Linked DNA regions of Mus musculus: regions 1 and 2 are each linked to region 3. A link is a contact called in public HiChIP or PLAC-seq and promoter capture Hi-C data. All regions are on one chromosome and are shown on one strand. Each heading gives the region's core, a stretch centred on a gene start, on an enhancer-like site or on the middle of the called end of the contact. The rest is flanking DNA. Distances are from core to core; before and after follow the strand shown.

The links. HiChIP or PLAC-seq counts read pairs in DNA pulled down with a chosen protein or histone mark. Capture Hi-C pulls out chosen DNA fragments and counts their contacts.
Region 1: a promoter capture Hi-C map of adipose tissue shows a contact between it and region 3. The contact joins the promoter of Btbd11 here to the promoter of Mterf2 in region 3. A contact is called at or near these places in 2 of 484 Hi-C or Micro-C datasets (CD4 T cells and forebrain), 1 of 115 datasets of contacts at active chromatin or transcription factors (memory CD8 T cells) and 2 of 9 other capture datasets (adipose tissue and embryonic stem cells).
Region 2: an H3K27ac HiChIP or PLAC-seq map of embryonic stem cells shows a contact between it and region 3, with 5 times the contacts expected there. The contact joins the enhancer-like site here to the promoter of Mterf2 in region 3. A contact is called at or near these places in 3 of 115 datasets of contacts at active chromatin or transcription factors (bone marrow-derived macrophages, embryonic stem cells and memory CD8 T cells) and 2 of 9 other capture datasets (embryonic stem cells and pancreatic islet).

What each region holds. Positions count from the first base shown.
Region 1 is chr10:85,383,919-85,388,569 of GRCm38.p6, reverse strand. Btbd11 (BTB (POZ) domain containing 11) reads right to left here and starts at 1,756. Exons shown (of 17, transcript NM_028709.2): 1 at 92-1,756. The coding sequence starts at 1,241.
Region 2 is chr10:84,683,741-84,688,818 of GRCm38.p6, reverse strand. Polr3b (polymerase (RNA) III (DNA directed) polypeptide B) reads right to left here. Exons shown (of 28, transcript NM_027423.2): 19 at 4,515-4,642. Among named protein-coding and RNA genes, the nearest start is that of Gm17249, 64 kb to the right of the region's middle. Within about 2 kb of position 2,403, at least 69 of the 459 cell types and tissues checked have an H3K27ac peak or open chromatin away from gene starts, as enhancers often do. A contact at or near this core is called in embryonic stem cells, where this site is marked.
Region 3 is chr10:85,126,222-85,130,662 of GRCm38.p6, reverse strand. Mterf2 (mitochondrial transcription termination factor 2) reads left to right here and starts at 2,636. Exons shown (of 3, transcript NM_028832.3): 1 at 2,636-2,701; 2 at 4,177-4,295.

The DNA of each region.
Region 1 (4,651 bases), core at 507-3,006, 260 kb before region 3:
CCTCTAAGGCCGTGGAGAGCGCGAGTGGCCAGAGAGACGCGGGAGGGGGACGAGAGGCAAACTTGAACCCGGAGTTGACAGAGCCACTTACCACTGGCGTTCTTCCCACAGATGAGGTGCTGGTAGGGCTGCAAGAGCCCCCAGATTTCCGAGTCGTTGTTGACCGTGTGCTCCAGGGTCTCCACGGTGAATTTGGGCGCTTCGTGAAGCGTGTGGTGGTGGTGATGATGGTTGGCGGCGACGGCGGCGGTGGCTGTGGTTGGCGGGACTGCGGTCGCCGCCGTGGCTGGCGGGGCGCAACAACTACTGCCCCCGCTGGCGCTGCTGGCTGCGCTGCAAGGGCCACCGCTCGCCGCTCCCCCTCCCGGAGTCTCGCGCTCCTTATCCGCTGCAGGGGCTCCGGGGCCTGAGCCGGGGCCTGGGCCAGAACCGGAGCTGGAGCCAGGGCCAGGACCGCTACAGCTACGAGGTAGCCCGGAGGCCAACACCCGCGAGTAGATGTCCCGGAAGAGACTCTCCATACAGGCGGTCAGGTAGATGGCGGCATGCTCGTGGATGCGCAGCGCCACGCGGCTGTCCACCATCCAGCGGTACACGCGGCCCACGGAGAAGGTGAGGCCGCAGCGCGCCGACTTGCCACGGCCCAAGCGGTCGCCGCCAGCGCTGCTCATGTTATAGAGGGACAGCGCGGCCAGCGCGGCAGCGGTGCAGTGAGCCGCCAGGCCCCAGGACAGTACGATCTCCATGGCACTCTGGATCTCGTACTTGGTGCACTTGGCGAAGCGCAGGCTCAGGCGCTGCGCCTCTTTAGCGATGCGCACTAGAGCCCGGCTTACCAGCATCGAGAGCTTGGCCAGCGCGTCCTTGGGCAGGCTGCCGGGGACCGCTGGGCCTGCCCGGGGATCCCGCGAGCGCAGCAGCAGCAACTCCAGTTCCTGGAGGGTCCAGGGGACCTCGTCGAGGTCCGGCAGCAACCGCGAGCAGTGCTGACCGGCGCAGTCCAGCCCCTCGGAGTCTTCCACCAGGGCAGTGTTGACGGTGTCAAAGCTGTTGTGCCGGCTGTGCATGGAGTCAGCTAAAGGCGGCCAGCAGCTCCCGCCATACGGGGACGCCGGGTGAGAGTCAGAACAGCACAGAGACAAGTTGGAGGAGCGCACAGAGTCCGCCGCGCCACCATAACCCGAGTCCAGCGTCAGATCTTCCAGCGTTCGCACCACAGGCTTCTTACCTCTCCTGGCCATCGCTGCGCCACTTCATGCTGCAGCCGCCGTGGAGCCGAGGGGAAGGAAAGGCAAGGATCTGTGGGCACCGGGGTCCTCGGGGACAGCGGGGCTCCACGTCGCCTAGGCTCACTTTCCCACCTGGCGTTGCCAGCAAGTGTCACTACTTTCGCCTGTCTCCCCGAGCCGTCACCACGGGAAGATACACGGCGGAACCTGAAGTCATCTTCTGGAGTCGGGGCCAGAGCGAGGGCGCACTGAGCCGCGAGCCAGGCCGGGAAGGAAGCTCCCGCCAGGACCCGCGCCTTTCATCCAAAATAAAAGTGTCTGGTCCTCTCCTCCCTGGGACCAGACGGATGCAGAAGCCTCCGAGAGCCGGCCACAGTGTCGATAGGACCTAGATCGCCCCAGATACGGCCGCCGCAGCTCGGCGGGCTACGGGCTCCCCCGGCTCCGGGATCCGGGCCGCGGTTCTCTTGAGCTCCCGCCCCGCACTAAAGCGCTGTAGCCAGGCGGCTGCAAAACCCTGCTGAGCCCCAGCAAACCAAGCAGTCAGAGGGCGGGCGCATGCAAAGCAGGGCCGTCGAAGAGCCAATGGAATCGGGGGATGCTAATTACTTAGGTTTTTTTTTTTTTTTTTTATTCCTCCCTTCCATGCGGCCCCGCCCCTCAGACACGCCCCCCCAGGCCTTGACCAGGGCTGCAGCTAGGAGGGATCCGCGGCCTAGGTGGAAGCCTGGAGAAGAACAGTCATCCTGCAACTGTAGCTTCCCTAGTTTCTGCTTTCGAACTATCGACAAAAATATCATTTATATCGTTATTTGTTCCACTCTGCGGTTCATAAAGTGTTTGTCCGAGGGTTACTTTCTGCTTTGGCATTTTAGATTTCTCTTTCCCTCCCACCAGCCCATACAAGATGCACGTTTCTCCTCCCTCTTCAGGCACCCTGACTAATTCAGGCGGGTGCCGCTTCTCAGCCTGGGTTTGCTCCAGCATGGAAGGAAATAAAACAGGAAAGTAGTGAGGGGGAGACTGATAATTGCCACTGGGAAGCGAATCTCTAGCCATAAACCACCTGTCACCAGGACTTTCTAGGTTTGTTCGGCAGACAGGAATCTACCCTTAAGTTCCAGGGTGTGTGTGTGTGTGTGTGTGTGTGTGTGTGTGTGTGTGTGTGTGTGTGTTCCGGCCACTCTGTGGTTCTGGTGGACAATGCTCTAGACTGCTCAAACTTAAATTTGTGCACAGGAGAATATTCTTTTCAGCTAAAGAAAGATACAAAATATATGTGTGTGTCTGCTGCATTTCTGTGTCTAACAGCATCATTGCTTGGCTATTTGTCTATCTCTACCTACCTTAGGAAAAACCTTATTCATTCAAAGATTCCTACCTCCCTTACACAATCCTATTCCTACAAGAAGCCCACCCTGATCTCCCAAAACTATCCTGGGTGTTTCCACCACCCCACCCTCTTCGATGGCTTCACATTTCTGGGCCCTTGTCACGCTGGCTTGCTACTATCTATTTATTTGTCTGGATCCCACATTGGGCTAGGGAGTTGTGGTAAATGTATGAGTCGACAAGGGAAGGACGTGCTTTGAACTGCTGGTTTGAACGTTCAACTGTGGCTGAAGGGATGTGAGAAGACACTCAACATCACTGGCCATCAGGGTAACTGCAAATCAGAACCATAAGGAGCTGCCAGCTCATGCCTGTTAGGATGGCGATTATCAGAAAGTCAAAAGATTACAAGCATCAACAAGGGTGTGGAGGATAAAGAAGAGTGTACTCTATTGGTGAGAAGGGAAATTGATATAGCTATTATGGAAAATAATGCCGAAGATCTTCAAAAAATTACTAATTAGAACTACCATGTGATCCAATAATCCCACATCTGGATCTTTACCAAACAGAAATAAAGCCACTATTTAAAAGATCTATTTACTCCCCTCTCCCTGTTCATTGAAGCATTATTTGCAATCGCTAAGAGAGAATATTGTTCAGACTTCAAAAAGAAGGAAATCTCACCATGTATAACAAATGGCTAATCTGGACAGTATCATCCTGCTAAGGGGAGTGTCTCACTTATTGTGTGACTCTAAAAAGAATCACACAGTAGCACCAGAATGTACGATGGTAACTGGGTGCAGACAGGGGCGGGGGATTGTTCAGCACACAGACTTATATTTACAGATGATGTGTTCCACAGTTCTAGAGACATTACATACATGCAGGGTGGCATCTAGAGTGAATGATGATGTCGGTAGGAAGTTGTCTGTAAGTGTTCTTATCAGGCAGAGGAAAAGGTCAGATGTATGGGTTGAGAGGTATGTTAATTTTCTTGATTATGGTAATTATTCACAATACATATAATAAACACCACATAGTACACCTTAAATGCCTATCATTTTTGTTTGTCATTCAAATCTCAGTAAGGATGGGGGTGGGGCATAGGCAGCTGTGGATTCCCTGCCGTTCATCCTGCATATCCCATGTCATCCTGTAATTTCCATCCTAATACACGTCCATAGCAACACGTTCCCTTTCCTGTTCTCTAATATCAGAATCTTCCTAAAGTTTACCTCTTATGTTGTCACGCATAACAAAATCAAAACTAACAAACCACTCATATCAAAAAATGTGAGCTATTTTATTTATTTATTTATTTATTTATTTAGTCTCCCAAGTACCTAAAGTTTACACTTATTACTTAGCTTTCAGGAGTCCCACGCTATTCTTAAACTTCCTTTCTGTAATTTCACAGAGAGAGAGAGAGAGAGAGACAGAGAGAGACAGAGAGAGACAGAGAGAGACAGAGAGAGACAGAGAGAGACAGAGAGAGACAGAGAGACAGAGAGAGACAGAGAGACAGAGAGACAGACACAGAGACAGAAGGAGAGACAGAGAGGCAAAGACAAAGGCAGAGAGAGGGTGGGCTTTCTCACACATACATTGTGCGCTCTGGGCAGGTCGGATCCCTCCTACAGGCTGATATCCCAGCCTGTCTCCCTCATTCCCTGCCGCTGCTCTTTTCGTGCAGATGTCCTTCTCCCCTCTTATCTTTCTTAAACCTCCTCTCTTCCCAGTGGGATTCGGCTCCATTTGAGAGTGCTGCGATGTTTTCTTTTCCTGATGCCGCCTGCTCTCCTCCCAGGCAGAAGGTATCCCCGCGCACGTGGCTCAGTGCTTGTTTTAAGCCCTTTTCATTTCTCTGCACGGTTTCCTGGCCATCTTGTCTACCTCAAGCCCATACGCTGAGGTGTTGAGCTTGTTGAGGACGCTGAGTGCTTGGTGGAGCACAGCGAGCAAAGACCTGAGGAGGTTTCATGTATGTGCAGGAAACTCACACCAAGCAGCGCATGGAACTGCACGCTGACTCCTTCCCTCCTGTGGTGTGGGGTCAGCCTGGTACAGGCTGTCTTTGCCACTGT
Region 2 (5,078 bases), core at 1,154-3,653, 440 kb after region 3:
CCAGGGGGGAGGGGGGGGCAGAGAAAGAGAGAATCAACTGCCTATAAAGGCATACATGTTTTTCTCAATTGTTAATTCTGTTCCATTCACTCACATGTTCACCCTTGAATCAATATCACATTTTCTTTATTGTTGTAGTTTTATAACAAGTCAGATTCAGGTTGTATTATTTCTTCAGCTTACTCTTCTTTAGTGTAAAATTCTCTTACTCCGTGTGTGTGTGTGTGTGTGTGTGTGTGTGTGTGTGTGCATATTGTGTGTAGTTATACATGTACATATGTGTGTATGGAGGCCAGAGGTTGATGCTGGATTTTGTTAATTGGTTTTGAGTCAAAATGTCACTATATAGCCCTGGCTAGCCTAGAACTCACAGAGATCCATCTGACTCTTCCTCCCAAGTGCTGGAATTAAAGACCTGTGCCACCTAACTCAGCTCTAGACTACAGAGACACTCACTCATTCACCCATCCATCCAGTTATTCATTTCTTCAGAAACATTTACTAAGTATTTATCATACCACTAGGTACAAGGATACAACACTAAAGAAAGTTCCTATCTTCAATGAGTTTATAATCTATAAGGTAGCAGAGAAGCTAGCCTGATTACACTCCCCAAAAGTTCAGGAAATGTGGGCAGGAAGGGAGTTCTTAGTAGAGAAGAACTTCAATAAGTCTTACAAGAGATTCCATAAGATACAATGTTTAAGCTACTCAACCACTCAGCTTTCTTGTCAGAAAGAAAAGCACAGGCTTACAGGATTGCTATCATGCTTAAAGAAACACATGCATGCGTGTAAAACTTGGGAGGTGGGGGAACAGGTCAGCAGTAGAGCAGGATAGCAGGAAATGAAGCCCTGGGGGCTAATGCCCAGCAACACCCCTTCCTCTGCAGGTACTCAGAAAGTGGCACTGCAGGCAGGCAGGCAGGCATGTGACTCAGGCAGTGTCACCATGCAGTACACCTAAGCCACTCGGGCTGTAGCCCGCAGCAGCTGCATGTATAGCAACTTCATCCACCTGAGTGACTAGCAAAGCGGGCTTTGAGCTCAGGGAGACCTCAGATAAGACTGAAGTATTTCAATCTCAGGAACTACCACAGGGACACGCCTACAACAGCTAGAGTAATTCAAACAAACAAACAAACAAACACAAAGCAATAGATTAAAAACAGTTCTCATCGGGGCTGGTGAGATGGCTCAGTGGGTAAGGGCACCCGACTGCTCTTCCGAAGGTCCGAAGTTCAAATCCCAGCAACCACATGGTGGCTCACAACCACCTGTAATGAGATCTGGTGCCCTCTTCCGGTGTATCTGAAGACAACTACAGTGTACTTACATATAATAAATAAATAAATCTTTAAAAAAAAAAAAACAGTTCTCATCAAGAATTGGCTAAGTCTTTCCCCCCCATTTTTTAAAATTCCTAAACAAATAAAGAATAGATCTGCAAAACAGTGGGGTAGAGGCCTGGACTTAACAAAACTTTATGGGGATTCTTGAACACTATGTGCTTTAAACATCTCAATTCCAGGACATCCTACTCCAGTTTAAACACAGGAAGAAATGGTCTGCTTAGAAACAGACTCTGTGAAGACAAAGCCAGAAGCTGTCCCAGCTCCTAAGATGTTTTCTTTTTCAAATCTCAGCAATTTGGGGCTGAAGCGGGGAGGGCTGGAGGAGGTCCGTGATGCATATTCATTAACTTGCTGATAGCAACTGAGTGATCCTTTAAAGAAGAGAAAGTGTTCCTCTAGAGGATGGCCAGCTAGTAAAACAGACAGGATGCGAGGGAGACTCTGAGCTCAGCCTTGCCAGCTCACAGTGCAGCCCCAGCACACAGCCAGTGCTCATGGCCTGGAGACTGACCGGTGCCAGCTGTCTATCTGACTTACTATTCTGAGCCATGTCACCACATCTACAGCACATGCAGAAGTGAGAGGTGCTGAGGGGGACTTGAACTTTTATTCATAACTATATTCGTAAAGTGTCTGTGATTTAAGAAGCACCTTTGCAGGCAGCTTGCTGGATTAGTCTGATGTGTGAGGCGAGGCTTTGAGGTCCTGTGGTCCACACTGGTCTTAGTGAAGCTCTTTGTGGCAACAGAAAAAGAGCTGTTTCACTCTGATGGAGACTAGGAAGGGGTTGGTATCAAAGGGGAAAGAGGTTAGACACAGCACCTCTTCTAGGTTGGCTGGAATATTTACCTCCGCTTCCTTCACTTTCTGCACAGACTAACAGACGAACAAGTAAACCATGACTGGAAAATCCACACAGACTCTGAGATTAAGAGTCTCAGCAATGTATCCTCTTTAAAGTGCCTTTAGTTCCCCGCTGTCGGGACTCAGGGAGCTCAAAGGATCTAGTGCAGTCCTGCTCAAAGGGCGGGGCTTGCCTCAGACCTGGGTCTCTGCTCTGGCTCTATCCCTGGCCTTTTTCCTGTCTTTCACACAGATCTTACACGGTACTCCTGCAGCTATTTTAGTGTCCAAAGGGAAGTGCGCCCACGCATGTGCCAACTTTAAATGACTTCTCTACGATTTCCTTCCTAGTCAGGTGTGCTTTATAATAACAAACAGTAACAAAGGCTTTTTTTTTTTTAATGACTTAAGATATTCAGTGGCTTTTGTCTTGCAAGCGTCAGCAGTAACGTCAGAGGATTGTATCCAAGGAGCTAAATGTGCAGGACCCAGGGTCAGAGCAGCTGAATACACCAACCTCAGAAAACACAGACAATGAATTGCAAATGACACTCACAACAAAACGAGGAAAAAAACCTTCACACAGAAGACTACAAAAGAACTCTACAGACACTGAATTGGCTTTCTGTGCACACTGATCCTGCTTAACTGTGTGTGGTAGCTAACCCAACTGGCTTCAGACGTGTGGGGCCATAAAATAAAGGTTGGGTTTTTATTTTTTGGGGTGGGAAGGGTTGTGATAAAAATATTTTTTCTTCTTTTAACTCTATCGTTTATTTTTAAAGCAGTTTCACACGCTGAGGATGGCCAGTGCTTCTGTTTGCATTTTCAAACAAAATGAGTGGCATTAGTCATACAGTGATTGGCCTTGTTAATTCTGCCGAAGGCTGCACACAAAAGGTGCATTGTTTCAGTGGGGATTCACATCATCAAACAAAATGGTTTGGTAAACCCAAAAGAAGTGATAGCCCTTTCATGGCACATAGGGTGCAGTACTGTATATTTCAACTTGTTAGCAAGTCAGGAGCACAGGCAGGACCCCGGCCCACACTGCCGAGGATGAATAGCAAGCCAAACTGATGAGCCACTGCTCAGCTTTCCTACTGGGAATTACTCCCAACTGTCCAGGCCTTACACCACTCAGGTAAACGGTGGCAGGATAAAATGTTTTCTGTCTCTCCATAGCCAGCCAAAGGGCACATGAAGCTCAGGAAGAAATATCTGTACTTCCTGCCTGTAGCGAGGTAGCAGGATTTCTTAATGGCCAGCTGCAGTGGGAAGAGGGACAGAGGCTGAACGTGGCAATGCAGACCCTTCCCCTCTACTGTTGGTTCACAATGCTTGAAAGTGCAGCTCCTGTAGCCCTTGAGATTAGAAATGACACTCTTATTGGGAATGACGATTCATTAAGTTCACTAGGATCTGAACAACATTTTCAACAAGTCTGTAAGTCAAACTTGTCTATGGGGTGGATCTTTGACTCGGCTTCATGCATTGCACCTGCCTCCATGTAGCACATATTCTCTACCACATCGCTACATCTTCTTACCACAGAGATACACCAAGCATCAAGAGTCCCGTGAGATGCTAGCTCCTGTTTCCTCTTTGAAAGCTGCTTCCCTTTTGAGACTTGGTGCAGTTCCACCTACACCAACACTCTCTCTCTCCCTTAATTCCCAGATCCCAGCTACTCGTGTAATCTGGCAGACTCTCCCGCTGCACTGATACCCTGTAAGCAGAAAGCTCTGTCTGACCCTGTCTGTTTTCAGGCTCCTTCCCCGACATCTGACTGCCAGGTCTTGCTCAGTGGATATATGATGCTCAGATACATGATGTATGGATAAACCAGAAGGGGAAAGAAATGGGTTTGGAAACTAGTTGTAGGAGACTCAAGAGTACCTGCAAGAACAGGACAGGTTCATGACTGTCACACAGGCAGACAACTTAGGCACACAGGTTCATGACAGTTGTGCAGACAGCCTAGGTGCATATGACACTCAGCCAATCTCCTCACACTGTAATCATTTCCTCCTTTGCCTTCCCTTGTTCTGCTCTCATACGCCCGTCTCTCCTGGTTAACTCACACTTTTCAGGGATTTGATGTTTGCAGTCACTCTTACAATTATGGGAAATTTATTACCTGCAACTTTGTTGGCTAAGGGAACTAGTTGAGACTTGTGAGTTTGCAGCGTTCCTTTGAGCTTAGCAACTGCCAGGTGTCACGAGCATCTGTGCTGCCCAAACACACAGCAGTGGGAATAAAGATTACAGGCTTTCTCCATGCAGCTTAGAAGCAGGTTTAACAAGGCACTCTTACCCATGGCTTGCTTGCCCATAGCACACTGGTAGGTGTTTCTTGGAGACTGGTTGTGATGAGGGTATGGGATCAGGCCGGCACAAACACCAAGCAGAGTGAAGGGTTCAATCTCCAAGTGGGTGGTGTCTCTGGAAAGTTAATGACGATTTCAGCAGTTCAGATAGCAAGCACTAAGTCAGTGTCTGAGTATATAAAAATACTATTTCCTAGGTCCCCATGGGATTTATAATAAGCTTTGATACTAGCGAAACTGGTTCAAGAAAAGCATGCTGAAATAAATCGTGAGAGAGTTTGAACTGTTATGTGAAAAAAATTCTCATCAGTGATGGAAATAAAGAAGGGAAACAGTATAGGAGTGTTTATATAAAAACAGAGCATTATCACCACATATGCTACCAGTGACAACACACACAGAAGTGTGGTACCAGTAACTTCCACACAGGCAAGCAGCCTGCCTTCCCTCTGTCAGGGAGAGGTCTGTATCACGTGTGGGGAAAGGAACAGAGCTCTCTGAAAATGAGTAGGTACAACCCTCTGCAGGCAGCGCCACGGTCGGTCACTAGC
Region 3 (4,441 bases), core at 1,387-3,886:
ATGTGGGCAGCTGGGTGTTGGGTGACATGTTCTCTCTCCAGAGATTGCCTGAAAGCTGCCCAAAGGAGTCACTAAAGGTAAAGAAGTCCGGGTATGAATCAGAGTTGCAGTTTGACACTATCTTGAATACGGTATTCTCCCCCTAATAAGCTGAATTAAGTCATCAAAGTCCTACCAGAGGTTGAAGTATTAAAAATATTTAAGCCAGGTGTGGTGGTACATACCTTTGATTCCAGAGGCAGGTGAATCTCTGAGTTCAAGGCCAGCCTAGTCTATAGAGTGAGTTTCAAGACAGCCAGGGCTACACAGAGAAATCCTTCCTTAAAATAAATTAATAACAATAATGATAATGATAATAATAATTGGCTTTCTTTTAGTTTAAGAACAATTTTATTAGAGTTTAAGAGAAAGCATAATACAGGTGAGGTAAAAATTCTGGCAGCACCAGGAGAAGAAAGAGAAGAGGTCATGTGTTTTAAATTGAGTGTGGACTAGAAGTACCGTAGATTGTTAGGAAAGGAAAGGCATACGAAGCAGCCAGCTTCCTGACTCCTTGCGTTCTTACTACTGCGCACTGAGAAATTGAAGGAGCCATGCTTTTGGATTAACTTGCAGCTTCCTTATGTTTTTCTCATGCCCTTAAAGCAGTGACTTTTACATGTACAAGAATGATAACCATTGTTTAGTTACTTTTCTGTTACTGTGATAAAGCATCAGTGCAGCTTATAAAAGAATTTAATGTGGGTATTTCAGACAGAGTTCATGATCACAGAGCACGGAACACCTGAGTTCTCACACCTCAGTCCATAACTGAGAGACTCAAGAGGGAGCCCAGGAATGGCAAGAACCTCAAAGCATCTCCTGCAACAAGGCCACGCCTCTTCATCCTTCCCAAACAGCTCCACCAGCTGGGGCCCAAGTATTCAAACAAGCCTGTGGGGACCATTCTCATTCAAACCACTATACCCAGTATAACTTTATTTCTTATAGAGACTTCAGAATTGTTTGATTTTTGTAGTTTTCTTTAGGAAAATATACATAGTAGTAGTCTCATCACCTGTTCCTCCTAAGGTTTTTTCTGAGTGTCAGGCCCTAGAAACGCACTGTAAGAAGATGGCAAAGTCTGAGCCCAGTCACTGGCCACAGTCAGTGTGGCTGAGTTAGCAGCTACTTTTGATCACAGTGCACAGGTTGTGTGGAGCCTTGGTGCAAGCTTCCCACACCATGATTCTCAGTTCTGCGTCCCTCTCCTAACAAGTGATTGCACAGCATGCAATTCCAAGTCTTGACTTTAACACCTATAACTTTCTTTCTTCCCCCCCTTTTTTTTTCAATTGTCTGATGGGGGGTGTGGGTTGGCTTTTGAGACAGTGCCTGAAACTAAACAAAACTGGCCTAGATTACTGTGTAATTCCAGGCTGTCTTTGTCTAATCCTTCCCCATGCTGCGATGTGACCACTTATTCCTTTTCTATACTTGACTGTAGTTTCCTTTTCCCAAGTGAGGATAGCACATCTTAACCATGAATCCCAAATTTTTGTAAGAAAGTGTGCAGTAAAATCCATGAATAGAGTGTTGATGTGCTAAGAAGGGTTATTGGACATAGATCACCTACTCATCTAGGTAGTAGCTGCTCAGTTAATTCCGGAGTAGCCTGAGGATCAGAACTGATCTTTAGGAGTCAGGACTCTGTTCCTCTAAAGCCCACAAAGTGTAAACCACACGGCTGTTTTCAGATATGATTAACATTCTGGAGTTCTTAACTGTGGATCAAGCATTGTTCTTAGCTAAGGACATAATCAGGAGCCTCCACTCCACATGAAGGGGAGGTGTCAACCTGAGTGAGAGACCCTTAGAAAGGTAACGAGGCGGGCTATCAGCCTAGGAAACACCATTTTCCTTGCTCTAACTGCATACAGCACAGGGTGGGCACAGGGGACTCTTTCCTGGGTAGCACTTCACTCTCATTGTGGTTACCACGTTAATGTGTTTCAGTTCCTGTTGCCCTGTCCAAGGTCCTAGCGCTGCAGTTCCGCATGCTTGGTGCTGAGGCGGCAGCCTGTAAATATTTATCTGAAGGATGGATGAAAAAGATTCTGGCTTTTGGTTGGCTGGTTTATGAGTGTGGGCATCACGAATAACTTAGAATGTAAAGCAAAAGGCAGTTTAGCAGTATTTGGGCAAAGTCATCTAGGGGTAAAAAGGATGAATGGCATTTAGGGAATCAGACCTGGTGTTTACCGCAGATGTGAGGGGTTTGTTTTGTTTGGACAGGTCAGGTTTCAAAGTTTTAAACTTGAGAATTCTGAATGGCTCCACATTACAGACAACAGGTTCTGATCTGCCCCTCCTCCCTGCCTCTTTCTCTCAACGAGTTGTAACGTTCTCTAAGGGACAAAGAGACTGAACCACCAGAGTTTGCTGAGACAGAAGCGCCAGGTGGCACTGGTGGCAATAGACCCTGTAGTGTGGCTCACTTATTCCCACGGGAGCCTGTACACAGTGTTCTAATTGGCTACGCTCGGGATGGAGGCGTGACTTCCTGCACATCAGTTTCTCGAGCTCTGATTGGTTACCAGCCAAGGCGAAGCCCTGCCAGTTACCTAGGATCTGTTTCCTGAGTGGAGAGGCCTGCGGAACAGGGTGGGAACTTAGCTCAACGCCCAAGGTCTCTCCGCTGTGCTTGGACTGCTGCCCACAGGTAAGCCACCCTATTTCTCCAGCTCTGGCTGAGCCTCAAGCCTGCCTACCGGGGTCAGGGTTAGCAGCTGCCCACCGAGAACGTCCACACAGGCACTCCACCTCGGAGCACTGAAAAAAGGAGGCTGCACACGTAAATAAGAGGCCACGGTAGCGGTCCTGGCAGGGCCCTTCCTCTGACCAACTTTGTGGTTCTTTGCCTACAAATTGGAATTCACTTGAAACTGTCAGATCAGAACTTAATTGGTTTTATTGAGAGGACTGTTTTAATTATAAAAATGTATTTCTCACCTCAGGATTGCTTGAGAGGATTGCATAAGAGAGCAGACTATGTGACCTTTTTAGCAAGAGCATCATTGTACATAGGACACAAGGCTAAGAGGACTGCCATTCTTAGGTGGGCAGCCTTGGGCAAGCTACACCTGCATCCTGGCCTCATCTTTAAGGGGAACTATGGTTTAATGAGGAGTAGATGTGAGGGCTTTGTTTTGTTTTTTAATACTCTGAACTACTATTAACTCGTTTAACATGATCTTTCACCAAGGAATAGCGTCCCCATGTTCCTGATGCCCACACTGCCCACACAGAAAGGTGATATTACTTCCTAAAAAGTCACAGCTAATTGGAGATTAATTCCAAGGCAGTGTAGCTGCGCTAAAGTAACTCACTTTTGCCCTCTGCATTGTTTCATAGCCTGATTTGTTAATTTGCTGTTATTGCCTTGTGCATCGTGTTCTTTGTTTGCTCATTACAGGAAATAACAGTATTCAGTCTCGGCTCTCCCCTGCATACACAGTCACTATGGGCTGCTCATAGTTCTTGCTAACGCCATTTCTGAAGTGAAAAAGGTGTGGGCCTTCCTTATTTTTTTTTTGTAAAGTCTGTAACTCTCAAGTTCTCAGATGGTCTGTGATCCCAACAGAAATATGAAATGTTTGGCCAGGAGAGCTAGTGCCTACCATCCTGACAGCAGCCTGAGCTTAAAACAAACAAACAAACAAAAAAACAAACAAAAAAACCCTACAAGTTGAATGGACAATTGATAAATATTACTATAAAGTAAAAAAACACACCGGGAACTGCCTGCCCCTCTCTTTCCCAGAGTCAGTGATGGCAGCCCATGAAGGGCAGGGAGACAGTTCATTAGAACACGGTGCTGCAAAGTGGGTTGTGTGGGATAGTGAAGCAGAAACGTGAGGGGTCACAGCCATCCCAGGTGGAGCATTGCAGTCCATGGTGCCGTAAACACCCTTAAAGGGGACATGGGGCTTCATCTATTCTGAAACATCAGAGGCATTTCCTTAAGAAAGTGACGCTTACTTCTGAGAGTTGATTGACAAAAGCACAGTCTTTGGAGACTATGTAGTGGGAACAGAGTCCGCCGGGACTGAGAAGTGACTGGTTTGTGAGGAAGGGAGATGGGAATTCAGGTGGCAGAAAGTCTTTTCTACAAATTATTGTATGTCTGTCCTAAAGTGCCACTGAGGTCTATTGCAGAGAGGTGACAGAATCACATTTTAGAAGCTACAGAGGAGTCCTAAATGGACTGACTGAAGCCCTGGAGAAGGACAAAATCGCTCAGGAGAGACTATAAGGTAAGAAGGAAAGCATATTTATTTGTTTGTACATTTGTTTGTTTTTCACTAGAAAAACTCATTCATTTCTAATGCTTTTAATTAAAATACAATTACATCATTTACACTTCCCAAGTACACACACACTCCATTATTCTCTCTCAAAT